Linked DNA regions of Mus musculus: region 1 is linked to region 2. A link is a contact called in public HiChIP or PLAC-seq data. All regions are on one chromosome and are shown on one strand. Each heading gives the region's core, a stretch centred on a gene start, on an enhancer-like site or on the middle of the called end of the contact. The rest is flanking DNA. Distances are from core to core; before and after follow the strand shown.

Region 1 (5,593 bases), core at 1,145-3,644, 130 kb before region 2:
AGAGGTAGTTCCAGATAGTAACTCTATCCAACCCCCAGCAAACACTCAGGGAGGCCCTTGGGCATCTGAAGCCACGCTATTTTATCTAACCCTATGAGCAATTTAGCCTCTTCCTGTACCCCAAGGAACTTAGTAAACTTGGCACTTGGAATAATAAAAAACTCTCATCAGCCTGGCTTTTAGTAGGGGACATGCTTTCTCCTTGCAACCAGAATTTTATGGGGTAGAAAGCAGCATGGGGTTCATGTCATAAATGAGAAACTGGGGGTCAGCCATGCATGCTCACATGTGCATATATGCACCAGTATAAGCACACAGCATGTCACATGCGTGGGTATAAACATATAGCATGTGCATGGACTGCCTCTACCTGTCTTCTCCAAACATGTGCTGACACGTCTGTATAGATCTTCTTGTGTCCATACATATATGTATGCATGTGCAGTGACCTGGACTCAGCAGATCTTGAAGGGCCAAGCTCCCCCTGCACAGCACCCCCAGGCCTGCTGATTACATCTGACACATATGCACCCTCATACATATAACCTTCTATTGGAATCCCAATGAAGGGACCACAGCAGACCACATACCCATGCACACATATTCCCAGGAATGCATGTATGTATACACACACACACACACCTGCATACACACCCACAGGCACCCACCACCTGCCTCCCAGAGATTCCATCTGCAGTGGGGAGGCTCAGCATCTCCCTGGGGAACATCCTGAGAGGCAGCCTATTTTTAGAGCTACTGCCGGCTGGTGCTTCTCCCCCTTTTTGGCTTCTTAAGTTTTCCCGAGAAAACAGCAGCAGGTGCCGCCGACAGAGCCGTGTCCCCAATGGATGACTCAGAATGGTGGCCCAGCCTTACTGGGTTATTTTTGAAGCCCTGTGAGCGATGCCGCATTTGGGCACCTCTGTCCTCTGTCCTTCCCTTTCGTGAGCTGGACCGCCCAGGTCTGACTGCGTGAGGGGTAGGTGCCTGAGGAGAACAAGCTGTTCAGGATGCTCGAAGCACAGAGCTAGAGGACAGGGCTAGTAGAAAGGTTAGGGACGGGCACTGGGACTATGGGGGCGGCGGGGCGGCACTTAAAAGCGGATCCAGTGCATTGCAGACAGAAGATGGTCTTTTATTAACCCAGCTTTTCTATGCCTCTCTCACCATCTCTGCCGGTCTCTGTCATCTCCTTTGACCCTGAATGTCTCTGTTCAGTCTAGTATGCCCAAATCTAAGGTTGTCCTTCCAAAAACATGGTCATTAGTCTTTGAGAGTCCCAGAGAGGGCAGAATCTGCAGCAAGTATGGGATTCCCTCTGGTCAGTTGCAACTTCCTACCACAGACAATAAATAGCCCAGGACATTCGCGCTCTCTCTCTCTCACAGTGACAATCCGTGGAAAAAGCGTGACTCGGGGGATAGTATCCCTCCAGCCCTTACTCCCCACTCCACTTGTCCTGCCTAGGTTCCCCTTCTATCAGAATCATGGGTGATCATCCTTCTCTGAGAAATGGAGAAGCCCTTCCTTGCCCTCACACCCTATCTCTTCTTGGCAAGAAACACACCCAAAAGGAGCTGACCTGCCCCAGACTCACACTCAAGCTGTCTGGCTCACCGGCTTCTTCCATACTCTCTCTGTATGCCGAGGAAACTGAGGCAGAATGGAGGAGCGGTCCTCCAGGCCAGACCCAGCACCCATGGCCCCACTCACTTAGGACGAGCTGAAACACTCTCCCGGGTGTGGACACCCAGACGTTCCCATTGTGTCCCGAAGTGCCCTCCCTCTTTCCTCGCGTACCAGTCTGCACCGCAGCTCGGACACTCCAATGGGGAAACTCTCTTGGGGACACGGAGCCCAGCTCCAGGGAGGTCCCTGCATATCCGTTGTGCGCGCTCCCCGCAAAGACACCCGCGCACGGCGCTGCGACTCGGCCACCCCCTCCCGCCCCCGTCGCCCTAAGCCACCTGCAAGCGCTGCGCACGCCGGGGGAGAGAGAGTGCGGGGCCGGGTGGGAGCCAGCGCTGCAGTCCCGCGCTGCGCGGAGGCGGCGGCAGGACGCGCTCAGCTACCCAGTGGTTCGCGGGAGGGCCCGGGGCGCAGCACGGACTTTGCGCCCAGAGCAGAGGAAGCAGGGCAGGGGTTGGGTTCTGGGGACTACAAGAGAGAGGTCCGGGTGGGTTCTGGAGCGTAGGGCTTGCGGGTTCCGAAAAGCTGGTCCGACGCGCGGGTCGCAGTGAGTCCAGCTGGGTGAGAACCAGGGGTCTGCGCCTACCGTCGTCCTGGCCGTAGCCCCAACAGTGGTGGCCGGTCATGCCGCTGCTGTCCCCGCGGCTCTGCACCTGCCGGCTCCGTTCTGTCCGCTCGCTCTGTCTGCGGCTCCGGCTACGGCCCGGCTTGCCGCGGTGGAGCAGCCTCTTAAAGTGGCGGCGGGCGGGAGGAGCGGTTCCCCAGGGACCCGCCCCCACCCCCCAACAGAGCCGAAAAGGCTGGTCCTGCCCTGCCCCCACCCGCCCACTGGCCGGTGAAGTCTCAGGTCGAGATAGGAGGTCATGAAGAGATAAGCCTATTCCTCATCTCGTATCGGTTCTGGGTCCCCACCACCCTCCTCCCTTTTTTGCCAACACATATATGAACTCTGGGGCAGGAGATACCCACCCACGCTGAGAACTAGAGGATTTCACACTGTATCCTCCACCCGAGGCTTGTCCATCACTGAAGACCTGGATGTTGGGTCCCCAGGTTCCCTGCTCCACTGACCAGCAAGTGGCCAGAACTGAAGCTTAGCCTGTTTCCAGATGCCTTGATGGGGTTGGGTCAAGCTTTGGGTCCTTCCACAGTGCCTATCTATACTGCTGCTGTATAACAAAATAGGGGACAGAGGCAGGGAAGGTAGGATGACTTGCTCAACATCAGCTAGCTGGAGCGCCCGTCGTTTGCTCCCAGTCTGTCTCATTTCAGAAGCTATAAGGACAAGGGGATCCTGTGGATATGAGGGTCTGGGCATCTTGGAGTAGATGTGGGAAGTAGGCATAGGATTGGCAATCTTAAACCCTTGGCCCGAGGGTAAATAGAGCCTTGAAGTAGAAGCAGAAAATAACGACATCAACCAGTGAACTGGAAGGAGGCTAGACTCACTAAAGACATTCTAGTGGAATCGCACATGAAGTCTTGCCTCCCAGCCTCTCTCTTATTCTCTGGAGCCTCCCTCCTTCAGGGACTTTCTGCTTGCCTTGCTAAAGCCTGCTATTTGTGCCTTCTCTCTGCATAACCATCAATGCACCTGCTGGGCACTTAGGCCCTCCCCTTTGTAGTCAAGGTATCTTAACATCTGCCTTGACCCAACCTTTCCCCATCCACCAGGCCTGGTCCTTGCTGTACCCTCTTCTTGGTATGTCTTCTGTCTTCCACCCACTGGCTCCACTAGGCCCAATCTGATTCATCTTAACATGTGGCCTTGCGCCAAGGATAAGGCTGTTTCTGGCTAGGCCTCGGCAGACAGTTTGGGGAAGATTAACAGATGGGTAGATGGAAGGACAGACAAATAATTGCACCCAGGGCCCTATGCCCAAGAAGAGCTGATGAACCATTTGTAAAATCTCTCTGCTGGTCAGACATTGACTAGGGGCTGCTGTTTTCGTTTCTGCTCTTGGCTGACCTTTCATCTCATCTACCTGGCTCCCCTACATGTCTGACTCTCTCAATTTCCTCTTCCAGGTCCCTAGATAAAGATATTTCATTAATGGATAGCTCGTCAGCTGAGCTGACCTCAGTGATTTGCTAGTCCTGGAAAGTTGCCCTCTTTGACCCAAGAGCAGAAAGGGGCTCTCCATACAGATCTGACTTCAGGGTAGGAGTAGAAGACTCAAGCTCCAGGTATAGGGGGTGATCAGCAACCATAGAGATTCCTACAATATTTGTTTGCTGTTTGTTTGAGACACAGTGTCTCTCTGTAACCCTGGCTGTCCTGGAACTGGCTCTGTGGACCAGGTTAGACTTCAACTCAAAGATCTGTCTGCCTCTGTCTCCCAAGTGCTGGGATTAAAGGCGTGTGTCCTCACATCTGGCAATTCCAACATTACTGAAGCTCCAGATCTCCAAGCCAGAAACACCACCCACAGTTTGGCAAGGCAGTTGCCTTCAGGGCACATGTAGAGTTCTGTTGCCTGCGGTGAATCGGATACTCTTCCCCTGAAAGAGCTACAGTGCCCTTCAGGATCTTTGGATGGTACAGATTGGCATCTGTCGTCCCTTCCTCTTCACAGTAATTGAGACCTTTTCTATATGTATTTATAATAATTAAAGAATAAAGTGGGTGGCTGGATGGCTCAGTAGTTAAGAACACTCATGCTTGCCCAGGACCTGGGTTTGGTCCCCAGCTCTGACGTGGTAGCTCACAACTGTCTCTAACTCAGTTTGGAGATCCAACATCCTCTTCTGACTCTTTCAGGCACCAGACAAGCAAGTGTATATATACACATACTTGGAGGCAAAATACTCACACACAAAATATGAAACGAAGTAAAATGAAATCGTCTTTAAAAAGAATAAAGTTGGAGGCAGGGGGCTAGAGAAATGAATCAGCAGTTAAGAACACGTGTGGCTCTCGAAAAGAGCCCAGGTCAGATCCATTACTCTCACATGGTGGCTCGAAACTCTCTGTCACTCCAATTCCAAGTAACCTGACACCCTCTTCTGGCTTCCTCTGGCACCAGACATGCAAATGGTGCGCAGACATACATGCAGGCAAAACACTCATACTAAAAGAAAAGTTAAAAAAAAAAAAAAAGGAAGAAAACTGGAATTCTTCACATCAACATGCATTCGGTATCATCTGCATAGTACCCCTGGGAGAGAGATTTACAGCCCATTTTGCAGATGAGGATAGCAAGGCTCAGAGTTGAGTGATGTGGGACAAAGATACACAGTGAATGACAGCAGAGATGAAGATCCCAGCTGCTGGGTTCCTCACTCCCGCCCTTTGAAATCACAGCAAGGGGGAAAGTGGATTTCACATTTGTTTCTCATTTGTATGGGCATATGCAAGGGAGAACATTGTGTAGATTCTAGGGAGGAGACTGGAGATGAGAAGGGTGGAGGGGGATACAAAATTACAGTGGAAAGAACATTTATGAATTCCTTCTCTGTGCCTGAAAGGATTAGCGTATATACAATGTATTACACCAAGCGAAAGATCCAATTCTTTCTCTTCTGCTGCCATTCCCAGTAATTTTCTGCTAGTGCTGGGACTTTAGGCAAGTATGAGAATGACATCTGTCCTTTCAAGTGAAACCCCAGTGGCCCCAGCAGCCCACTCAGATCAACTAGGGGGAGACTGTCCCCCATCGGGACACCTCCAGGTTCAGTTACGTGCTCTCTTTAAAGCTGAATTGATTTCTTTGCTTAAGAGTTTACTTTTTGGTCTCAAAGACATCAGTGGTACAGGGGATAAGGGATGTGGGAGGATGAGAGAGGGCTGAAGGGAGAGAGTGTGGGCAGCTTGTAAAGCCATGTCTCACTTGTCACATAACCTTGACCAGGTCTCACTTTCCTTCTCCAAAGTACAGTGGTTTGGCTCTAAAAGAGAGTGAGG
Region 2 (5,778 bases), core at 2,756-5,255:
ACCTAGTGAGGGGTCGTAAGGGAGACATGCCCCTGCTACCCTTCGTTTTGAGCCTTGTCATAAACTCTGCTAGCCTAAACTCTTTGCCCTTCTGCCTCCAGCTCCCCACTGCTGTAATCCAGCGAGCCCTACTCATGAATTATGTTTCTGATTATTGAAGTCTTATCAACTTTGCTCAAGTTTTTGTTTGAAAAATTAGACACCTAAGTTGAAAAGAAATGCATTAAACTGTACCCACCCTTTTATAGAGACTCAACTTTCTGCTCTCCTTCCAAGACACACACACACACACACACACACACACACACACACACACACCAGCTCTCCTCTCAGTCCTTTACTCCTTTAGGGTTTGCCTACTGTATGCAAGGCCCTTGGTTCAGACTCTAGTATTGCTGAGGATGAAACCAGGCTCCTACAGAAGAGTAGTAAGCGCTCTTAACCCGGTAGGTGTCACTCCAGGCCCAGCCCATGCTGAGACCCTGTATTATAAACCTAAATAGCTCTCCTCACCAGGGAAATTTGTCTTTGTAGTGGATACAGATCTCGACAGACAACCAAAGCCAATCAGAATGCAGTTATGGGGCCCACTCCCAATGGACACAACTTCCACATCTAAGGTTCAGGGGACATTTCAGAAGAGGTGGCAGAACAATTGTAAGAGCCAGAGGATCAGAGAGTTTGCTGTGAAATTGTGTCCCTTGGTAATGCCAGAAGCTCCACCCACAAAGTCTCACCAACAGGACTGTCCAGTCACGGAACTGAACAAGGACATCAATGATAAGCAAGCCGAAGTGCATAGGGTGGGAGTAGGGTGGGACTGACTACCACAAAGAGGACATGACACCACAAAGCCTCAACCCCATTCAAAAAACTACACACAACTAAGGTGGCACCAGGCACACACACACTGTGCATACATACAAGCAAGCAAAACAGACACATAAAATCAATCCGCTCACATGTAGCCGATTTGCAGCTTGGTCTTCATGTGGGTCTCCCAACAACTGGAGCAGGGGCTTACCCTGACTGTTGCCTGCCTGCATACAGACCTCTTCCCCTAACTGGGCTGTCTTGTCCAGCCTTAGTGGGAGAGGATGCGCCTAGCCCTGCAGTGGCTTGAGGTGCCAGGGTGGGTTGGTACTGGGGGCAACTCCTCCTCAGAGAAGGGGATGAGGGATGGAGAGAGGGGCTGTGGGGGGGGGGGGCGGGGGGAGGGTACAGGAAGAGAAGCTACAATCAGGATGCATAGTGAATAAATGATGGAAAGAATATGTGAATCATTAGGAATATAACTGGTGGAAGCTTGCCTAGCTTTTCTTCCTGTGACATCTAATAGAACCCATCTCATGGATAGAACGGAATTCCCATTCCTAAAAGTCTAGGGTTTTAGAAAGGCAAACACGTTTAGACTTTTGTTTTGGGAAGGATTCAACAACTTAAAATTCCGTTCCTTTTTAAGACAGTAATTTATGTTAGAGAGCGGGGGTGCCTCTGAGCAACTGTCAGCAGCCTGTGTCATGTTACTATGTCCATGTCCTTGATATTTTAAATACTTGGCACCATTCTACCGTGAACCCATTCCTGACCCTATTCAGACTCATCTGACAAACACTAGCCTGAAATTCTAATTCTTGGGTGTTTATAGGAAATGAGAAATAGCTGCAAATAAATAACTTCAGCGTTTTAAATCCTGAACACCAGAAATTTGTGCATGTTGTGAAGGTATTTTAAAAAGTGGTTTTGTGTCCCCAGAGAACATCTCTCTCCCAACAGTCCCAAGGGGGTGGGGGTGGGGGGATGAACAACCCTGATATCTGGTTTGCTGTGCAACAACTCAAGACAGCCCAGGAATAAAATCCTCCAATCCTAACTGCCTACTATTCCTGCTTGCAAGACTCCAGCCTACCCTTCTCCAAGTGTGTTCTGGAGAGCATCATGCAGGGTTGGAGGACACTGGAGTTCACGGCCTTCAACAGGCTTTTGTTTAGATTTGCCTTGTGAGTGACTGGGTAGCATGAACTGTTCAGAACAGCCTAAGTGTAGTGCTTCCCTCTCATCCCCCAGGTTCTGCAGAATGGGCTAAATGGGTCCCCAGAACATTTGCCTTCAGAGCGCAGGGCTCCAGCTAGGTCTGTGGTCCTCTCAAGTTTCAAATTTGGCCGGGCGGTGGTGGCGCACACCTTTAATCCCAGCACTTGGGAGGTAGAGGCAGGCGGATTTCTGAGTTCAAGGCCAGCCTGGTCTATAGAGTGAGTTCCAGGACAGCCAGGGCTACACAGAGAAACTCTGTCTTGGAAAAACAAAACAAACAAAAACAAAAAACAAAAAACCAAGTTTCAAATTTGGATTGTGGTGATAGCACCTTCTTTGACTTAAACTTTTTTTTTTCTGCCCTCCTTTCTTTTCTTGTGCAATAGTTAAGACAGTCGAATTTTTGCCACAAGAGCAACTGAACTCACCAGTGCCCACCAGTAGCTCTGACCTAGGCACAGAGGAAAGTGAGGTAAACATTTATCTGCAGGTGGCCGCAGGCCTTGGTCACCCAACACAGTCTCCATTTAGCTGCTCTGCCAGATAGTTCCCACTGCCTTCGGAACCCTCATGGGATTTGGCCAGACTGGGACAGCTGCAGGAAAGGAAAACTAGCCCACAGCTGCAGCCTGGACACCTGGACTGCCTCAGTCACGGACCCAGACTTGAGTGTGAGTCTTGGCCCCAGAAGTTGACAGTTGAGTGGTTTGGGGAAGTCCCTTGGCTTCTGGTGAGTGTCATCCTCCAAAGAAGAGAAAATCTCACCTGCCACTCAGGGAGACCCTAAGTATCCTAGCAATGCACAGTGTCCTGAAATGTGTGTCAAGGACACAGGTCAGAACTTTTGAAAGGGCTTAGAGATGGTGACAAAGAGCCAGGGAGGAAGTCACTGGCCAGGATCACACAGGAGCAGAGCTGGGGACATGAATCTCAATGTCTCTTTGATATGGCCTTCTCCCTAGGTTGCATGCTTTCTATCCCAGGCTGAACAATGTCAAATACCAGGCCTTAAAACTGAAGAAATAAATTGCTAGTTCAGACTGAGCAAAGATAGCTATTTTAGGGAAGATAGGCTCTCAGCGAATCACAAGATCCATCACCTGGGCAACTGCCTGCTTTCATGGGCAAGGCAGCTCTCTGCCATCTGCATGCGTGGGCATCTGGATATGTGGATATATATGTAGTCCTGTGCCTCCTTCCTGCCTCTCTGGGGAGCTATGGTCACCTTCCAAGGACTCATGGACCCGGGCTGCAGATACTTAAGATGCTAGTAATAGAAAGGTGAACATGGAGCCCACTCAGTCCAGACTGAGACCAAGGTCTCTGAGGCTACAAGTAAACTCCATAACTCCCACACTCGAAAGCTAGAATCTTTACAGGTCCCTTCTCCCCCCTCACCCCCCACAACAATTTGGTCCTAAGGCCTTTCGTCGGGTGGTGCATGGGAGATGGCTACCTGTGGGTATGATGGGAAACTGTGGAGCCCTGGAGCAGGTGTTTGAGACTTCAGTAGGTGAAAAGCCATTTCCTGTGTTTGGGAGTGGAAGGCCTGGCATAGAGTGTTAGCCACTGCCATAGGAAAAAGAAGCACCCTCCTGCAAGACTTCAGAGCTGAAACAAGCTGAGAAGGACAAAGCCACGGAGTTGACCTGATTCAGGATGCGATGATGAATACTGCCAATTTGATGGGATCTAGAATCGCTAAGGAGACAAGCCTCTGATGTGCCTGTAAGGGATTATCTTTATTAGGTTAATTGAGATGGGAACGGCCCATCCTGAATGTGTGCAGTACTGTTCCCTGGGCTGGAGAACTGGTTTGCATAAAAAAGAAAGCTACAGGATCTACTGGCATATGCTTTTAACCCTCAGGAGGCAGAGGCAAGGAAATCACAGGAATTTGAGGTCTGCCTGCTCTGCAGTATGACTAACCAGGCTAACCAGGACTGCATAGTGAGAGATCTAGTCATAAAGGAAAAAAGGGAGGTGGGGATGGGAGTGTGGGTGGCGAGATGGCTCAGCAGGGTACTGGCTGCATGGCTGCATCTCCAAAGGACCAAGTTCGGTTGGCAGAACCCATGTGGCAGCTCACAACCATCTGTAACTCTAGTTCCAGGGCGATCCAACACCCTCTTCTGGCTTCTGTGGGCACAATGCATGCATGTGCTATGCTTACATACATGAGGCCAAAACACCCGCACACACAATAAAATAGTAGAAGAATTTTTTTTTTTATTAAAAAAAAAGGGCTGGTGAGATGGCTCAGTGGGTTAGAGCACCCGACTGCTCTTCCGAAGGTCCAGAGTTCAAATCCCAGCAACCACATGGTGGCTTACAACCATCCGTAACGAGATCTGACTCCCTCTTCTGGAGTGTCTGAAGACAGCTACAATGTACTTACATATAATAGATAGATAGATAGATAGATAGATAGATAGATAGATAGATAGATAGATAGATTAATTAATTAATTTTTTAAAAAAGGAAGGCTGGGGCAGTGGTGGCACACACCTTTAATCCCAGCAGTTGGGAGGCAGAGGCAGGCAGATTTCTGAGTTCAAGGCCAGCCTGAACTGGAGTTCCAGGACACCCAGGGCTACACGGAGAAACCCTGTCTTGAAAAACCAAAACAAAAAAGAAGAAGAAGGAGGAGGAGGAGGAGGAGAAGGAAAGAGAAGGAGAAGAAAGCTGATCGCTTGCAGCCATTTTTCTCTGCTACCTTGATCAGTGGCCTCCAGTTCATTGCTAGGGATAACTTGCCGTGATGGACTATCAACCCTTACACTGTAAGTTGAAATAAACTTAGGTTGCTTTTGTCAGGGTGTGCACATGTATGTAGTACAGCCAGATATGGGTGTGTGATCCAGAGAGGGGAGAGCCAGCCATGTGACGGACATCCATATAATGATGAGGGTGTGGCAGTGAGGATGGGAAAGTGTGCTCTATAGAGACAGTGGGCCAGCAAACTCACGCAGGATGATCAGGCATCTCTCTCAGGGCCAGAGGAGGGAGAGGGTGGGATGGGTAATCAAAAGAGGGCAAACTGCAGTGAACCCTGTGGTGGTGGACTGGAATGAAGCCAGCCAGTGTGAACTCAGGCAGGAAGGCAATTAGGCATAAACGTGTGGAGCTACCTTAGCATCCTACACTGAAAGGGCCATGAAGGAGCAGCAAAGGCCATATGTACCAAGCAAGGCAGCTGCCTTACTATACACAAGGTCTTGGGTTCAGTTCCCAACACAGGAGGAAAGGGCCAGAGGAAGGAGGAAGAAGGGGTATGGAGGATGGGGAGGGGAGAAGAAGAAATGAGAGGAAGAAAATTCCAAGTTTTCTCACTCTTAAGTGCACAGTTGTAGTAGCCTTGGATTGCCACAGATTTTTCAGGCAGCTGCTTCCTTTTGCCACCTTCGTCCCCAGCATCCTATGATCCAGGGATGTGGGGTTGCTGAGAATCTGCCCCTAGAATCAGTCCAGCGAACATGGCAGTTTGAGAACCTGTACATTCTAGAGAAAGCCGCCAGCCAGGGTCGGCTTCTCATCAGTTCAGATCATATCATGTACTCAGCCCATACTGTGGAAGGAAGGGTCTTTCTATTTCATTCTTCCTGGGTGGGCCTCCTTGTTCCAGAACATGGAGGGGAGCCCTGTCATTAGCAACATGATTGGATGCTGAGCGGGATCACTAAGATTACACCGTTATTCCCCAAACCTGGTTCTCATGCAAGAGCCTATTGGTCCCAGTACATA

Evidence for each region. HiChIP or PLAC-seq counts read pairs in DNA pulled down with a chosen protein or histone mark.
Region 1: a contact with region 2 is called in an H3K4me3 HiChIP or PLAC-seq map of embryonic stem cells, with 2.0 times the contacts expected there. The contact joins the promoter of Car7 here to the enhancer-like site in region 2. A contact is called at or near these places in 2 of 39 promoter capture datasets (the C10 cell line and macrophages), 1 of 484 Hi-C or Micro-C datasets (cerebral cortex), 4 of 115 datasets of contacts at active chromatin or transcription factors (embryonic forebrain and embryonic stem cells) and 3 of 9 other capture datasets (adipose tissue, embryonic stem cells and liver).

What each region holds. Positions count from the first base shown.
Region 1 is chr8:104,537,608-104,543,200 of GRCm38.p6, reverse strand. Car7 (carbonic anhydrase 7) reads right to left here and starts at 2,394. Exons shown (of 7, transcript NM_053070.3): 1 at 2,276-2,394. The coding sequence starts at 2,315.
Region 2 is chr8:104,409,063-104,414,840 of GRCm38.p6, reverse strand. No RefSeq gene overlaps it. Among named protein-coding and RNA genes, the nearest start is that of Cmtm4, 16 kb to the right of the region's middle. Within about 2 kb of position 4,005, at least 62 of the 459 cell types and tissues checked have an H3K27ac peak or open chromatin away from gene starts, as enhancers often do. A contact at or near this core is called in cerebral cortex and embryonic stem cells, where this site is marked.